Regions from separate parts of the Cricetulus griseus genome. Here region 2 is linked to region 1. The links are chromatin contacts, called in public Hi-C maps. All regions are on one chromosome and are shown on one strand. Each heading gives the region's core, a stretch centred on a gene start, on an enhancer-like site or on the middle of the called end of the contact. The rest is flanking DNA. Distances are from core to core; before and after follow the strand shown. Region 1 has its middle 90 kb from the start of Ssbp2. Region 2 holds the start of Ssbp2 (single-stranded DNA-binding protein 2).

Region 1 (7,219 bases), core at 1,403-3,902:
ACCCAGACTTAAATCACTGTATTCTTGACCTCACTATACTTCATTCACTGTAGATTTGTCATCATTTTCTGTTTGGAAAAAGACTCAGCCAATATATCTCTTAATGACATTACCTGATTTAAATCCTACTGTTATCCTCTGTATTAAATTAGGAGTCTATATTTTCTCATTATCACCTTTGGAATAATTGTTCTGACCCCAAACCATCAAAAACAGATGAGATCCTCAGAGTGGTCCAAAGACATTCCACTTGGGATGGGATGGTATGTTTGTTCCAAGAGAGACAAACAGTGCTGTTCCACCGTGGGATATCCTGACTTGGGTGCAAAGACATCAGAGCTTCAGGAATGGTTTCATTTGGAGAGGCACCCATTAAAAACACACCTCTTTCTTCTGATTGCAGCCCAGGGCAGCCCAGGGAAGGGCTCCACCTTCATTATTCCCCTCTCCTGCACCCCCACCCCCAAAATACAACAACTCCATATTCAAACAGAAGTCTCATAGAGGCTCACAGTTCCAAATCTTAAGGCTATCCCGAGGTTAGACCCAAGTACAGTGCTCCCCTGTGGCAGCATAAGGCGCCTTTCCCGGAGTTGGGCCTACTTTGCCCTAAGGTTACATCTCTACACAAAGAAGTCTTTAAGAGTAGTTCTACAGTCCTCCACACCAGAGATTTGTGTCTGTAGAACTTAGAAAAAAAGAGACCGTAATAAAACTACAGGAGCCAGTGGTAAGGAATTACAACTCCAGAATCAGCGGAGGGCTGCCTCAGCCCTGCTAAATGCTGAGCCTTGGCCTCTCTGAGGACTAAGAACCAAAAAAAAAAAAAAAAAAAAAAAAAAGAAGGAATTTAAATAAGTTGCTGGATTGCATTAGCAGGGCCCTGGATAAGGGGCTCCAACTGAGGGTGTACTGATTCTTGGCCACTATCCTGGTACTAGATAAGCTAAGAGATACACAGGGGAATGGCAAAAGTTCACCCAAGTCAAAGCAGCCTGTGAGGTGCAGACACCCAAGCTGGAAGCTGTGTGTGGTGCTGAGACTCAAGTATAAGCAGTTGATTTACAGATAATATGAATAAATACCGCTAAAGATCTTAATGAGTGCCCACGATAGGCAGAAATGCAGGAGACAGCAGAAGAAGGGCTGAAACACAGCAAATGGGCTGGAGGAAAAACAAAGGTGGTGGTATCTGGGAGCCAGGCAGAGAGAGGAGAGGGAAGACACCAAGCAGACCTGCCTGCTTTGGGGCATTCATGGGTACTAGAGACTAGAGAGGGCACTGCGGCCACCTGTCCAGCAGCTCCGCAGTTTTGGCAGCGTGATCCCCATGCCTGCATTGCTGGACCCAGCTTGAGAGCTTCCTAAAATATCCCTGGGGCTGATGCAATAGCAGTTTGTGATGGTGCAGCATTGCCATGTGCTGACGGAATAACCTGGTGATGTGGCTGAGGCCTTTTATGTCTTCCTAGGAGCTGACCCAGTGTGCCCAGCATTCCCAGTGGAGAACAGGCCTGGTGGAAGAGTGGTTAAGTTCTCTGGGAAGACTTGACTGCCCATTCACATGCTCTCCATTGCTCAGTCAGGACATGACAAGGAAGGAGGACAGTCCTAAGTAGCCAATGCACAACCCTCAATGCCAAGAGAAGGGTTACCCAGCTCCATTTTCACCCTGGAGAGAGCAACACAAAGAAGGGGGAACCCCCTGCTCTAGGATACCTTCTGGGTATAGACCAACTTTACCTAGAAGGGAAGAGGCGCCAGGTCTGGTCTGAAAGATAAAGCAAAAGCTACCAAGTCAGGGTGACACCCTAAGTTATTATGGTCATCTCCAAATAAAAATGGTTGGTCAGGTTCTGCACAACGATTTGAATTTTGAAATGTGACTTTACCTTGCCAAAGTGGAACTCTTTGCTCCCTCTCCTCCCAGGCCATTCTATCTCTCTTAGAGGGCCGAGTGGGTCGAGCTGGAGGGAAAAGGTTTGAAAAACTTGCCCCTTTACTAAAATGTAAAGTGTCAATCACCCCTACCTCCATTCCCACTCCTAATGCTCAAAGTGTTCAAAACTAAAAGCTGCTGTATCTTTTCAGCAAGTAATCAACACAAGTTGAAAGACACATGCTGTTGCATTTCTGATCAGTTTGTATGTTAAGCAGGAAAATATACTGCACCCCTCCCCGCCTCTTTTTTTTTTTAGGAGGGGGGGGTGACTAAATGCATGACTGTTTAAAGAAGCCACCAGGCAGTGCCTCTCACTTTGTCTTGGCAGGGCACAACCATCAGACGAAGTGGGAGGAAGAAACATTAACTTCAACAGCTGTTTCTTGACCCCGGCTGTCAGTCTTCCCAAGAATAAATTTTGGAGAGTCCTATTTGAAACAAAGAGGGAGTTTTGGGGGAGAGAAAAGTTGGTTGGTTCCAGGGCAGCCGCCCAAAGAAGCAGGGAACAAGATGTTTGCAGTTACCACGCAGCCTGCAAGCCTCTGCCGGGTGCAAGCAAGGAGCAAAGTAACTTGAAAGCTCCCCTCTCGGCGCCCTGTGCCTGCAGTTTCCCCCCCTAACGCGCGCCCAGATCCAGCGCCGGTGGTAAGAGCCGAAGCTCGACTACAGTAATTCCCCAGCTCGGGCGGCTTGAAACTGCTCGGGCTGAATAGCATTTGCTGTTCCGTCCTGCGGCAGCCTCCCGCCGCCGCTGCCGCGCTCCCTGCAAAGCAGCTCTCATTATCCCGGAAGTTGTGCTGACACAGTCTCGCTGCCACCAGAAGTTTGTCAACATCAAACTTCTCCTGTGTGGGGTACGTTCACCTTCCACGAGTATTTAATCGAGCCAACAAGCAAACAAACAAACCCAAATAAACCTGCCCGTGATGTCATGGTCTTTTTTTTTTCCTTCCCTTTCCTGGAAAGGCTGGGGCTGTTAGGAATGTGCTGGTGGGCTGAGAGCGTCTGTGGGGTTCTAGGCGGTGGGTGGGAGGTGGAGACAGGGACCGGCCCGGGTGGACAGTGAGGAAGGGGCTGCAGAAGGCTGGGCTAGCCGTTACTGCTGGAGGCCGTCGGACTTGCCCGGGGACCTGGGGCCAAGCGGCAAGTTGGTCCTGCAGCCTGTTGGCTTCCGCTTGTTTTGAGGTTGCACCAACTGGGAGAAGGTGGCTTTGCATCCCCGGGACCTCCACAAAGGTTATTTGGAAGCAGTAGCCAGGCAAAGCAAGGGAGCCCCCCCCACACACACACACACAATGCCCACTGTGCATTTAACACCTCAAAGGACGTTGGAAACCCTTTTCGGAATAAAGGGCATTGAGGTCATAAAATACATTTTGAGACTTACACTGCCACACAAGGGGAATCCTGGGATATGACCATTTCTGTCCTTAGTGGTTCTGTTCAGATACCACAACTGGCTCTCTCTATTCAGACTCCTTCTCCAGTCAGCTCTTTAGGTCAACTTGCCAGGCACCTGGTTAGGGGGATTCCAGGTTTCCAGTTGCTCCCTGCTGAGATGCTCCTCCAAAGATGGGGTGAGGAGTGGACAGGACAACTCGAATTTAACACTTTCCCTTCCATATGTTTAGACAATTCCAGCCTGCTCAGAGGCTAGGCGGGCCTGAAGCAGTTGAAAGGAATGGGCCTTCTTGAAGTGGGGCTGCTTGCAGACCACAGTTTTTCTAGCAAGGTGTGGATGATACTAACTTTGGATCTAATTTCCAAGGGCTAGGACCTACGGCATTTGAACCTAGGACTTTGGAGAACGGGGTGCTGGTACCCTCCCCACCTCCCCGGCTTGCAGTGTCAGGTTAGACATGGGCAACTAAAAGGGCTCAGTAACTCAACAGTGGACAACCCAACGACTGGTTCCTTGAATTGGAAATATATCCACCGAAGATACACCAATATTGTTCCCTGGCTTCAACAGTAGATCTGAGTGGAAATAAACGTCTCTGAAGAGAATTATCCAACTGTGGCATTGCTGGAATGGGGAGGAAGTTGAATCCACTTAGGGAGGCAGGAGCTAAGTTCCTCTTCTTGCTGGTCTGCTCTTAATGACTGTGTGCTTAGAAAAATGAGCCTGTAGGCGTGTATCTTCAATAACAAGAGGACACTTTCCCTGCTTTTCAACTAACCTAAACAGGGAAATTGTACTAGCCCCAAGGGTCCAGTTTATCCTAGACACATACCAAAACCGAGTAGCCAACCAGAGACAACACAATACCAAACCTAAAAAGACTCAGGGTAGCTGGGGTATTTCTCAGGATTGGAATTTACTTTTGACAAGCAAATAAATGGATTTAACTCCAATCATATGGCAGAATGCCCTTACACATGTGTGGTCCCACACAAACATACCACACTCAAAACACTGTGGGGGGGGATGTGTTTTCTTAAAACTACAGTTGCTCACTATAGTGAATTGTATCCTTGGCCGTGCTTCAAAAAATTTCAATTATCCAGACTTCTTTTAAGGTTATATTTTAATCTTATTTATTTATTTCCTCATAATCTACAAATGTGGCTCAACATGCACCACAATGGATGCTGTGAATCAAGATGTGGAGGATTCCATCTCTAACTCCATATGCATGAATACTTTGTCCTGGTTGTTAATCTGTCATAGTGTAAAAAGTCTGATTTATAAAGGCTGAAGGGCTTTAGCAGAATAAGGCATTAAATGGTTCCTACAGTTGGGTTTATTTACAAATAAAACTATTTTGCATTTCTGTCTGCAATTTCCTAGCTGCACAAGGATAATTTTCATAGTTTTCAGTTTCTCCTTCGAGAGTGGGAGCAGTGAGCACAAGGAAACAATTTCTCTTTACAGCGATGTGAGCTCTGTGCGCATCTGGATTTGGTTACTCTGTAAGGTAAATATCACTAAATGAGCATTGGGCTCTTCGGGGATGGAAGGCACCGGACTGGGGAAGACAGTCTACTGTGATATACTGGGGGATGCAATGCATGAGAATGTCAAACAACTGGGTCCCTCTGCAGAGCTAATTGGGTCAACTATGGCATTCTTGAAAGTAGAGATTAATTTTAAAAAAAAACTTAAGTATTTTCAGTTTAATTTTGGTTACATTTAGGTTATTTTAGTCAGTATGGTTATTAGAATTTTACCCCAGGAATTCAATTAGAACAGAATCCTTTGGAAAAAAAATATGCTCGCCAATGAAAAAGTCCACTAATGAAAACGTAGCATTTTTTAACTTCCATGCTAATTACATTTTAAATAATGAAATTATTGTAATTATTTTATTTAAGGGCAAAGTATCTATATAGATAATAGCCAAAGCTAACCAAAGTGCTTTAAAAATTAATGAATATTAATGAAGTTCAGGGATAGCACAATACTGCCCCTGCCTGCCTCAGGAAAACAAATGTATTGACTTCATTCTCCTAAAATAATCACCCTTAGCTATTGATGGCTAAAATAAATTTATTGCTAAAATGATTGTACATGATGTAATTTTTGCAATTCATGAGACTTGGCCCTGTTTACTAGAGTTAGATCTCTTTCCAAAAACTAAATCTGTTTTATCTTTTGACATATCTGAATGCCATTTCTGTTCATTAGTTTGCCTTCTCAACACATTTCTGTCTCAGTTTCCTGCGTTCCCCTCCCCCCTTGTTTTAGGAGTCCAAGTGAACCACTCAGGGTTTTCAGGCCTTCATTTATATTTGGTATACAGATAATAGCATCGTTAGTCAGCACTTTCATTCATCTAAATTTGTCTAAGCATATTGGAAGCTGCCCATAAAATTTTCCAATGAAAGTGACAAATGGATGTCAATCAAAGGACCCACCCATTCCAACCTTGCTTTGTATGAAATTAATGTTTGTGTATAGATCTTCCATAACTGTGGCAAGTCAGGTTTTTCTTTTTTTGGGGGGGGGGAATTAATCTGCCTAGCTTGCTAAGACAAGTTTCCCAGGCAGAGCACTGGTTGGCATGAGGCTATATCTCAAACATTTAACATCTAATAGACAAAGAAAAAGAAATAACATGTGACTTTAAATGATCACAATTCTATTCTTTTTGTTACTCTAAGTACAAAACTCTCCAGCTTTACTTCAGATGAGTTTGTAATGAGAAAGGTAGAATCGTTTTCAATAAGCTAGCAAATTTGGGTCAAAAGGAAAGCTGTTGGGCAGAGAGGGGTGTGAGTGAGGAAGGGGTGGAAGGAAGGAAGGAACATCCCTGCTTCTGTCTGGGACTTTTTATTGGATCCACATCTCTGTGTTTCAGACACCCGGGCACCCTGCACTCTGCGAGCAGGACTCTACCGTAGTAACTTCTCCACTTTTGTTCTCACAAACAGTTCAGTCTCCCGTGCTTCCTGCTAGGTGACTATGTTTATTAGGGACTTGATGCCAATTTATATCTGAGATTATTCTAGCTGCCCGTGAAAGCCATTGCTGTCTTATATCCCATAACATGTGTTTACATGTCCAGGGATTGCTGCTGCTGCTGTTCAAAAAAAAAAACAAAAAAACAAAAAAAAACCTGTGTTTATGCATAATTAGTTTATGTGTTTAGCCAAAATGTGTTATATGGTAAGATTAGACAGGAGAGATTCTAAAACCCTAAATAGACTAACCAATCCTTGATAATAATTATAGTTTCACATTTACTACCACATTTTAGTACCAGTTGCCATGAACTATCTTTGTCCATAAAAAATAGTTAAGAAAAGTTTACCACTTGGCTGTCCTTCATCTGGAACTGGTCTGGAATGAAGCTAGTCTTTGCACCCGGGACTATGGGTCATGGTTTCCCTTCCCATTACACATGGCAGGATGTTTAATTTCACTCCTGTGACCCAGATGAGTTGTAGTAACTTTTGAAAAGTGGGATGCAGAAAGTATCTCCAGCTCTTTGTAAAGGTGGATTAGATGAATAATGTTCCAAATGATGCTTTGCTAAAGGTCCTGTCATTGTGATACCTGTGATACTTGTTACTGGTGTTAACCTTGAAGAGGTCAGGGACACGGTGGCTCTCAGACTTCACAGTGTCTTCTCATTGTGACCATCATCAGACTTATCGTGGCAATCATTTTTGAGTTCTCAATGTGTTTTTGGGTCCTGTAGTGCATTTCTTTCCAAATTTGCTGAATATAAGATAAAATGAGATTTGTTTTTCCTAATTGTCTTTTCTGCAATCTGACTTGGTTTCTGAAAATCCCAGGCTGGGTGGGCATCTTGCTCTGTTTGCAGCTGGAAA
Region 2 (7,219 bases), core at 1,636-4,135, 89 kb before region 1:
AACAAAATACACAACTAACCTGACGCTAGCCAATTTTATGATCAGAACTACAAAATTTTAGAAACTTACAAGCCACAAATTAATTTCAAATATTTTATATAGGGGCTTCTTATTGCAAGAGAAAGCCAAGACTTGATACAGGTTAAGTGCTTATCAGCTTTCCATTACGAAGCTGGGTGAGAAAGCACAGTTCTTAATTATAAAGCTGATATGCTTACTTCATGTTTGCCATTATTCACAACACATTTATCAGAATGCACTCATACTTATTACTGAAATATGAACTGTTTGTGATTTTTTTTTAAGACTGGAACAGTCTTAAGTAGCTTACTAGAGAACTCTTTATCCTTCATTTATCTCTTAAAATTTACAACCTTAAAAATTAAAAACAAGCGTCTGTTGCCATACCTTTAACGACAACTTTAAGTTTCCTATCTTCTGAAATCAGTAAACACACAAGAGACAATAGTGATCGGATTAACTCTCCCATCAAAATGACATTTATTCTATAAGAATAGGATATTCTGCAATGTTTGTCTTAGATGTGCTGGAAATTAATGTAGAAACAATGAACCCAACAACAGCCACTGTCAATTCTCCAAAGGTGGCCTCTTTAGCTAGCTAGCCCATAAGGCAAAGCCAGTTAAGAATTCCTATTGCCAACTGTAATAAATGGAAGAAATATATTTAAATCAAACAGCACCATCTAGCAGAGCCCTCATTACTTTGCTCCTAAGAGTTGATGTTACTTGGTATTCAGTTTGTCGGGTCTGAGAGCAAGAATGGCAATAGCTTGTTTTTCTGACAGAATCATAGAACTGGCACTGGAAAGGACCAAACATACCAAGTCTAACTTCCTTATTGTCTCAGCATTAAACAATTTTACTTTTGTTTTTTAAATTCATTGAGACTATATAGAATCGACTCAGCTGAATATCAGCCATTCCTGGGAGTCTAGCTAAAACCCAAATTACTTTAATACCAAATTTAATACCAACCCCCCAATAAGGTTATGTTTTCAATACATTACAATTCCTTCACTCCCTATAATGTGAAAATCCAGGTACTTTATAAAGATTAAAGCATCCTCCTACAGATGTTTGTATCAGATATATCACAGCCAAATAAATGATTACTAAGTAAACTAGTATTTTAGAACTCCAAGTCCAGTAAACTGCAGTTTCTTAACCAGGCAATGATACCATATATTTTATATATTCCTTGTCACAGCATGATCTTAAAAATATCGGGGGGGGGGGACCAATAGCATCTCTGCATTAATTTTTGTTGTTGTGTTTTGTTTTCTACACCAAGGCCTGCCACCTCTAAATCCTATGGGAATTGTGTGTATTGCTGCCAACACGAAGATTAGAAAATGTTCCCATCCCTAGGGCACAACAAACTTTCAAGGGTAAGACTAACTGCCTAAAGCAATGAGGGAAAACTCGGTAGCCTACACATTAGGTTTTTATTTACGAAGCTATTTTTGTATGCAAGGGACCCAAAGTACCTCTGCCCCCCCCACCCCGCGCGTGCGTGAACCCCCTCAATAAGACGGTGTGTTCAATGACAAGGATGCCTGACCCTCAGATCAGACCCAGTTACCGGGAATCAGTTGAACATCTGCACTTAGGAAAACGGGGGGAGGGTTCTTCCTCGGTGTCACAGTCACTATTCGCTCTCATTTTAGTAACAACCAAATCGCCGTTACAAGTACACAAGAATAGCAGCCAACAAGCCCGCTTCGCAGCGTGCCGCGACCGTGGCACCCCGGCTCTCCAGCGTCCTCCCGGCTCCCACCGAAGTTCCCACCTGTATCTCCCACGACCCAGCCAAGCGGCTCGCACCCAGCATCTCTGCCGCAGCCCCCTTCCGCCCCGCGTCCACGCCGCGGGCAGCCCTCCTCGCGGCGCCGCCACGGCCCACGGGACCTGCCCTCCGCGCCCGTGGCCACCGCCTCCGGGGACACGACAAGTCTCAAAAAGTTCTGGGGCCGCCGCCGAGCCGGTGTGTGTACCGCGAGAGGCAGGAGCGCCAACCTCTCACGGCCGACCCCGCGCGGGCCAGCACACTTTCTCCCTCCGGGAACTCGGCGCTCCCACTCCCAAACTTCCCCCGCCGCCCCGGGCCGGCTCGCCCGGCCAGCCGGCCTGCCTGCCTGCCTGCCTATGCCGGGGGAACCCGCGGACCCGCGTCCCTGAGCCCGCCCGGCCCACGCCCGCACTTGCCCCGCACCCGGCGGGGCCCCGCTTCCGCCCGCCCGCGCGCCCGGCCCGCCGCCCTCTCCTCGCCCCACGCTCGGGGGCCCCGCCGCGGTCCCGCCGGACCCCAGCACCCCGCAGCCCGCTCCCACCCCCGGCCCGCCGCGCGCAGCGGCCCGGCAGTCCTGGACCACAGCTACAAAGTTACTTTGCGAGGAGGTGAAGCCGCGGGTGGTTCCCCTCAACCACCCAAACAAGTTTCCATCCCCGCCGCCGCCCCCCGCCACGCGCGTTCCTCCCGCCACCCGCCGCCCGCGGCCACCCGCCGGGGGCTCCCCGTGGAAGCGGCCGCTCCCCGAGCTCCGCGCCCCCGCCCCGCACCTCCCTCTGCAACCCACCCCCCGGCTTCTCTCCCCCCCACCCCCAGGCGGGGCGGCCGTGTGGCTGCGGTTCCCGGAGAGTGCGAGTGCGTGCGCGAGTGTGCGCGCGTGCGAAGGCGGAGGTGGCTGCGGCGCGGAGACACTCACTTCTCCCGGGCCTGGCTGTCGGACGGGACGGCGCTGCTGTTACTCTTGCCTTTGCCGTACATGCTTGTGCCGAGAGCAGCTCCCACTGTCACGCACCTGTCAACCCATCACAGCCTCCCCGGGAACAGCCCCGTCCCCATGGCGACCCACGCAGCCACCCCCACCATTGGCCGCCCCACGCCAGAGCTCCGCCCTCCTCGCCCTGGCAACGCGCGAGACTGACAGGCCTCCCCTCCCTCCGGCCTGCCGGAGCGCGCGGCGGCGGCTCGGCCTTAGCGGCAGTCTCCTCCCTCCTTCCCTCCCTCGCCGGCTCCCTCCCTCCCTCCTTCCCTCTCCGCCGAGCTCCCCCCCTCCCGCTCTCCTTCCCCCCTCCCCCTCCGAACCCGGGCGCTAGGGGGGAATTAGAAACTGCTCTAGAAGGATTTTAAACAACTGGCTGTTCCCTCCGCCGCCGTCCCGCCCCCCGCGCCGCCCGCGCCCGGCTCCTCACTGGAGAGAAGGCGCGGGGAGGAGGGGAAAGTGCGGCCTGGAGTGCCTGGCAGCGACTGCGGAACGGGAGTCGCCGCGGCCCCAGACTTCTGGGCGCCCGGCGAGTCCAGAGACAGACCCGACCCACCGCCCCAGCCCCGGGGGGGCCCCTCCAGGCCCCTCTCCCCCTCCTCTCCGGCCTGACACCCGGTGCCCGTGCCCCGATTGACCACATCCCCACTCTCTAGGTGTCGCCTCCCGCCCTGCTCCCGGAGGGCCAGCAGGCCGGGGTCGCCCGCTCTGAACCCTCGACCTTGTGGCTGAGGGACTAAGAGACTCTCCTCCTTGCCCGGGGAGGCACTGGACCCCGTTCCCGGATCGCCCGTCCAGGTGGTGTCGCCTGCTGAAGCCAAGCCCTATGTCCCAAGAGAACACCCTGCCTAGTGTCAGCCTCCTTTCTATGAGGGGAGCACACCCCCAAAGAGGCCAAGTGGCCTACTCCTGGGACCATAGTGGCCCACGCGAGGCCTTGGTCTTTTCCTCGTCAGGACTCTGCACAGGTCTGCGGCAGACCCGGGGCCCAGGCAGTCTCTACTCGGCCTGTCCTAATAGTTTGGGTAGGCAATGTCATTTCAGTTTGACCCCTTGACTGGAAAGAATCAGAGAAGGCCCTGAAAGACATCCCTGTACTTGCCCGGAGGAACAGGCCGCCAAGCTCAAGGTGTACAAAGCTGTGCCCAAGCTGAAAACTCCTCGAGAATATTTTTGGATCCAAGTCCCTAATCTCATTTCAATGAATGCGCAAAAGTTTCTCTAGACACAGGCAACCTGGTTTCTGATAGACTCCATCCTTTATTTTGTCGGAGATCCTTGGCAGTAAAATCAGACAGGGTGGAAATCGGGTTGGGAGAAGAGATGAGCTTCAAATGGGAGGTGACAGGGGAAGAGAAGTGCCATTGGGGTAGGACAGGGAAACCTCAGAAAAGGATGAATAGAGGAGGAGGAACGGTTATGCTAAGGAAAAGGAAATAGCATTCAAATGAGGATGCATACCTTTCTATTGCGCACAGCTTTAAGCATTTAGCAGTAGGATCATAAAAATGCATATGGAGATTCTGAGATAGATGGAAAGGAAAGAAATGGAGTTTGTGAGCTCTGATAGCAGGTGACAGAAATAAAACAGCAGAAGGTTAAGGAAGGGCAGTTAGTAGGAAAGAGAATCAAAACGGGTTGGCAACCAAACATCAATCAAAGACTGCCGGAAAATGAAGAGGACGAGGACCGACTTCCACTGCTGGCAAGGAAAATGATGAGGAAAAGCAAACTATAAAAAGAGAAAGTAGCTAGAAGAAACAGTTAAATGGACAAGGCATGATCATGACAAAAATAACAGATCATAGACATGGTTTTTAAAAATATACATTTCTACAGAACAAACAGTAAGTCAGTAAAAGAAGTAATATAAAGTATAAAAGGTGACATTGGCTTAACTAGACTAATTCCAAAGAGAATTTGCCATTTCAAACTCTAGAATTTCCCTTTCTGTTTTAACTGACCCACAGTAGTGGCTGAGATACGGCTTGCATGTTCTACCTTCTGGTTCTAATAACCTACAGAGATTTGGTGCTTGGAACATTACATTCATGGACTGTGAAGACCTGAAAGAAATGAGCCAGCAATCCTCTCTTCCAAAAAACTTGATCAAAAGGCTCAAATGTATATAAAGTTGTTACCATTTGCAAACACTACCTCCAAAGCTAGCTTGTAGAATTGTTGCCCAATTATCCTCTGTTAGCTTTACCCCAGAAAACGTTTACCATCTCAAGGCTCTGTTACCCATACAACACTGCATATATAATGTTGCTCAGATACGGTCAAGAAGAGACCTCTGGCAACTGCCGAACTACTTTTAGGTCCACAACTATGTCATAACATTTTACTATCAAAGGTGGTGAGCCTAACTAGGACCTATATCCTTGACCTTCCCTCTTCTGCTTTGTATCACACTGAAATGTAGCCACCACCTATGTCAAGAATAAAAGATGGAGGCCATCTTGGCCAAGTGTGCTGCTACTTGGGGGGCATAACACACTCTTTAAAAAAAAAAAAAAAAAAAAAAAGATTGCCTTGCCAGGTAGCTTTCCCATGAAAACAAAAAATGGGCTTGGGCCGTGAAAACAAAACAAGAAAAACAATGTGTTTATTTGCTTGCAGAATGACCAGTTCAACCTTGAGTGGAAACCGAGCACTTATGTGTTTTAGCTTCCACTAGGGCTACTTACTTTGGATGGCCAATCCAAGCTTAAAGCAAGACTTCTAGGTTGTGGTGTATATTGCAGATGGCCCTTCTCCTATAAGGCACTCAGTTTTCCTTGGAGTGTACTTGACCCTCTACCTCCATGCTAAGAGTAGCTAATAGGATAACAATGTATGGTCGTGTGTGTGGTGTGCAGGACCACAAAGAGTTGCAGCTTGACTTGATGTGTCCTAAAGAGAAAAGAAAATGATGAAGGAAAATTGGAGACGCTACTGTCTATTGCTGTAATTTGTTCATCTGATTGGTTTTTACCCACATTTGTTACATTAGAAAAGTCCTGTGGGTAATGGCATGTTTTCTGATATTTAAAAACTAAATTACAGAGCTGCACAATAAGATATAGGATTCAGAACAATTTGGTCATAGTATCTAGGAAGAATAAAATGTTAAAAGGTCTTAGTGCAAACCTTGCCAATGCCAGTTACCACTACAAGGCTGTTAGCATCCAAGAAATGCAAGTGACTTTTATATGTATACATGCCTATATAGGCTGACCTTGGAGCTTAAGTAATCAAATCAATTATCATTAAAACCTCTCAGCAGCTACCTGAGCCATCACTGTTCTACTTCTCTCTTAATGTTTACACATGTAAATAAAATGCTTCTTTGCCCTTGTTCAAATGATTTTGAGTACAAAGAGTGTTCTTTGCAGCTGTACCTCTTGGGACCAATATTGTAATTAATGAGATTTGAAACACGAATTCAGAGCCAAACTTGAGATCCCAGACACAGGGTTGAAGATCCAGTGTCTTGTTCTCATTTTTTAGAAAAGAAGTAAGAGATTGGAAATTGAAAACTTCATAATGTACAGAGCATCATGATAGACTTTGAAAGATGGTTTTTAAGTCCCATGAGTACTTGGTTAATTTTAGGAGACTTGAATGTGAATAGGAGAATGGTGGCCAGCTTAGCCACCCAAATGTAGCCTTTACATTTGAGGGTAATTGTTTAAGTCATATCCTTTCTGGTCAGTGATAATCAGTAGGTCCTTACACATACATCCTCTTTGTTTGGGCATATTTGCATAATTTTCTTTCTGAAGACTGAATCTTATTCTAGGAACACTGTTTTTACTTTATTCTTACTTTATGTTTCTCTTATATTGATATTTTCTCTAAAATATTAAGGTTAATAATATCTTCTTTCTTACAATCCACAGAACTCCAGGATTTCCTTGTGTTATACAGAACAAAGAGACAACCTCTTTATGTTTAAATGCAACTGATAATGAATTTAACTATTTGCATTATGTAGAAAACTTGTTATGTTAACTTAAAAAATTGAAATTGGAAGGAGGGATAATTTTTCCAAAAGACAAAACTGTTCAATTTTTTTTCATAAAACTAGTTTATAAAATAACTCATAAGCTTATATCATTTTCTGTCTCAAAACATTTAATTTGTTCATTAGTACTCAATATATCCCAGTAAATTAGATATTTATAACCTGCTTTATAAACTGGGTAAACTGAGTTCTGACAATGATTTGTTAGCATGGTCCGAGATACTAAACAAACAAAACTAATTCCAATAAGAGAACTCCATGTTCCTGGCTGAGCATTCCCAGACCACAAAGCCACACCTCTTTCTTTTAGAAGTGACTATTCCAGGGAGGAATGTGAGCAGACTCTGAGATGTTTGTCACTCAAACTACCCTATGAAAGTTCACCCTGGGGCAACAGTCCAGTGGGGGGGGGCAGTGTTCAT

Evidence for each region. A called contact is a pair of places that touch in the nucleus more often than the background predicts.
Region 2: a contact with region 1 is called in a Hi-C map of the CHO-K1 cell line, with 7 times the contacts expected there. The contact joins the promoter of Ssbp2 here to the enhancer-like site in region 1. A contact is called at or near these places in 6 of 8 Hi-C or Micro-C datasets (the CHK-Q cell line, the CHL-YN cell line, the CHO-K1 cell line and 2 more).

What each region holds. Positions count from the first base shown.
Region 1 is chr2:310,194,739-310,201,957 of CriGri-PICRH-1.0, reverse strand. No RefSeq gene overlaps it. Among named protein-coding and RNA genes, the nearest start is that of Ssbp2, 90 kb to the left of the region's middle. Within about 2 kb of position 2,652, at least 6 of the 6 cell types and tissues checked have open chromatin away from gene starts, as enhancers often do. A contact at or near this core is called in the CHO-K1 cell line and fibroblasts, where this site is marked.
Region 2 is chr2:310,283,707-310,290,925 of CriGri-PICRH-1.0, reverse strand. Ssbp2 (single-stranded DNA-binding protein 2) reads right to left here and starts at 2,885. Exons shown (of 14, transcript XM_035440490.1): 1 at 2,729-2,885. The coding sequence starts at 2,790.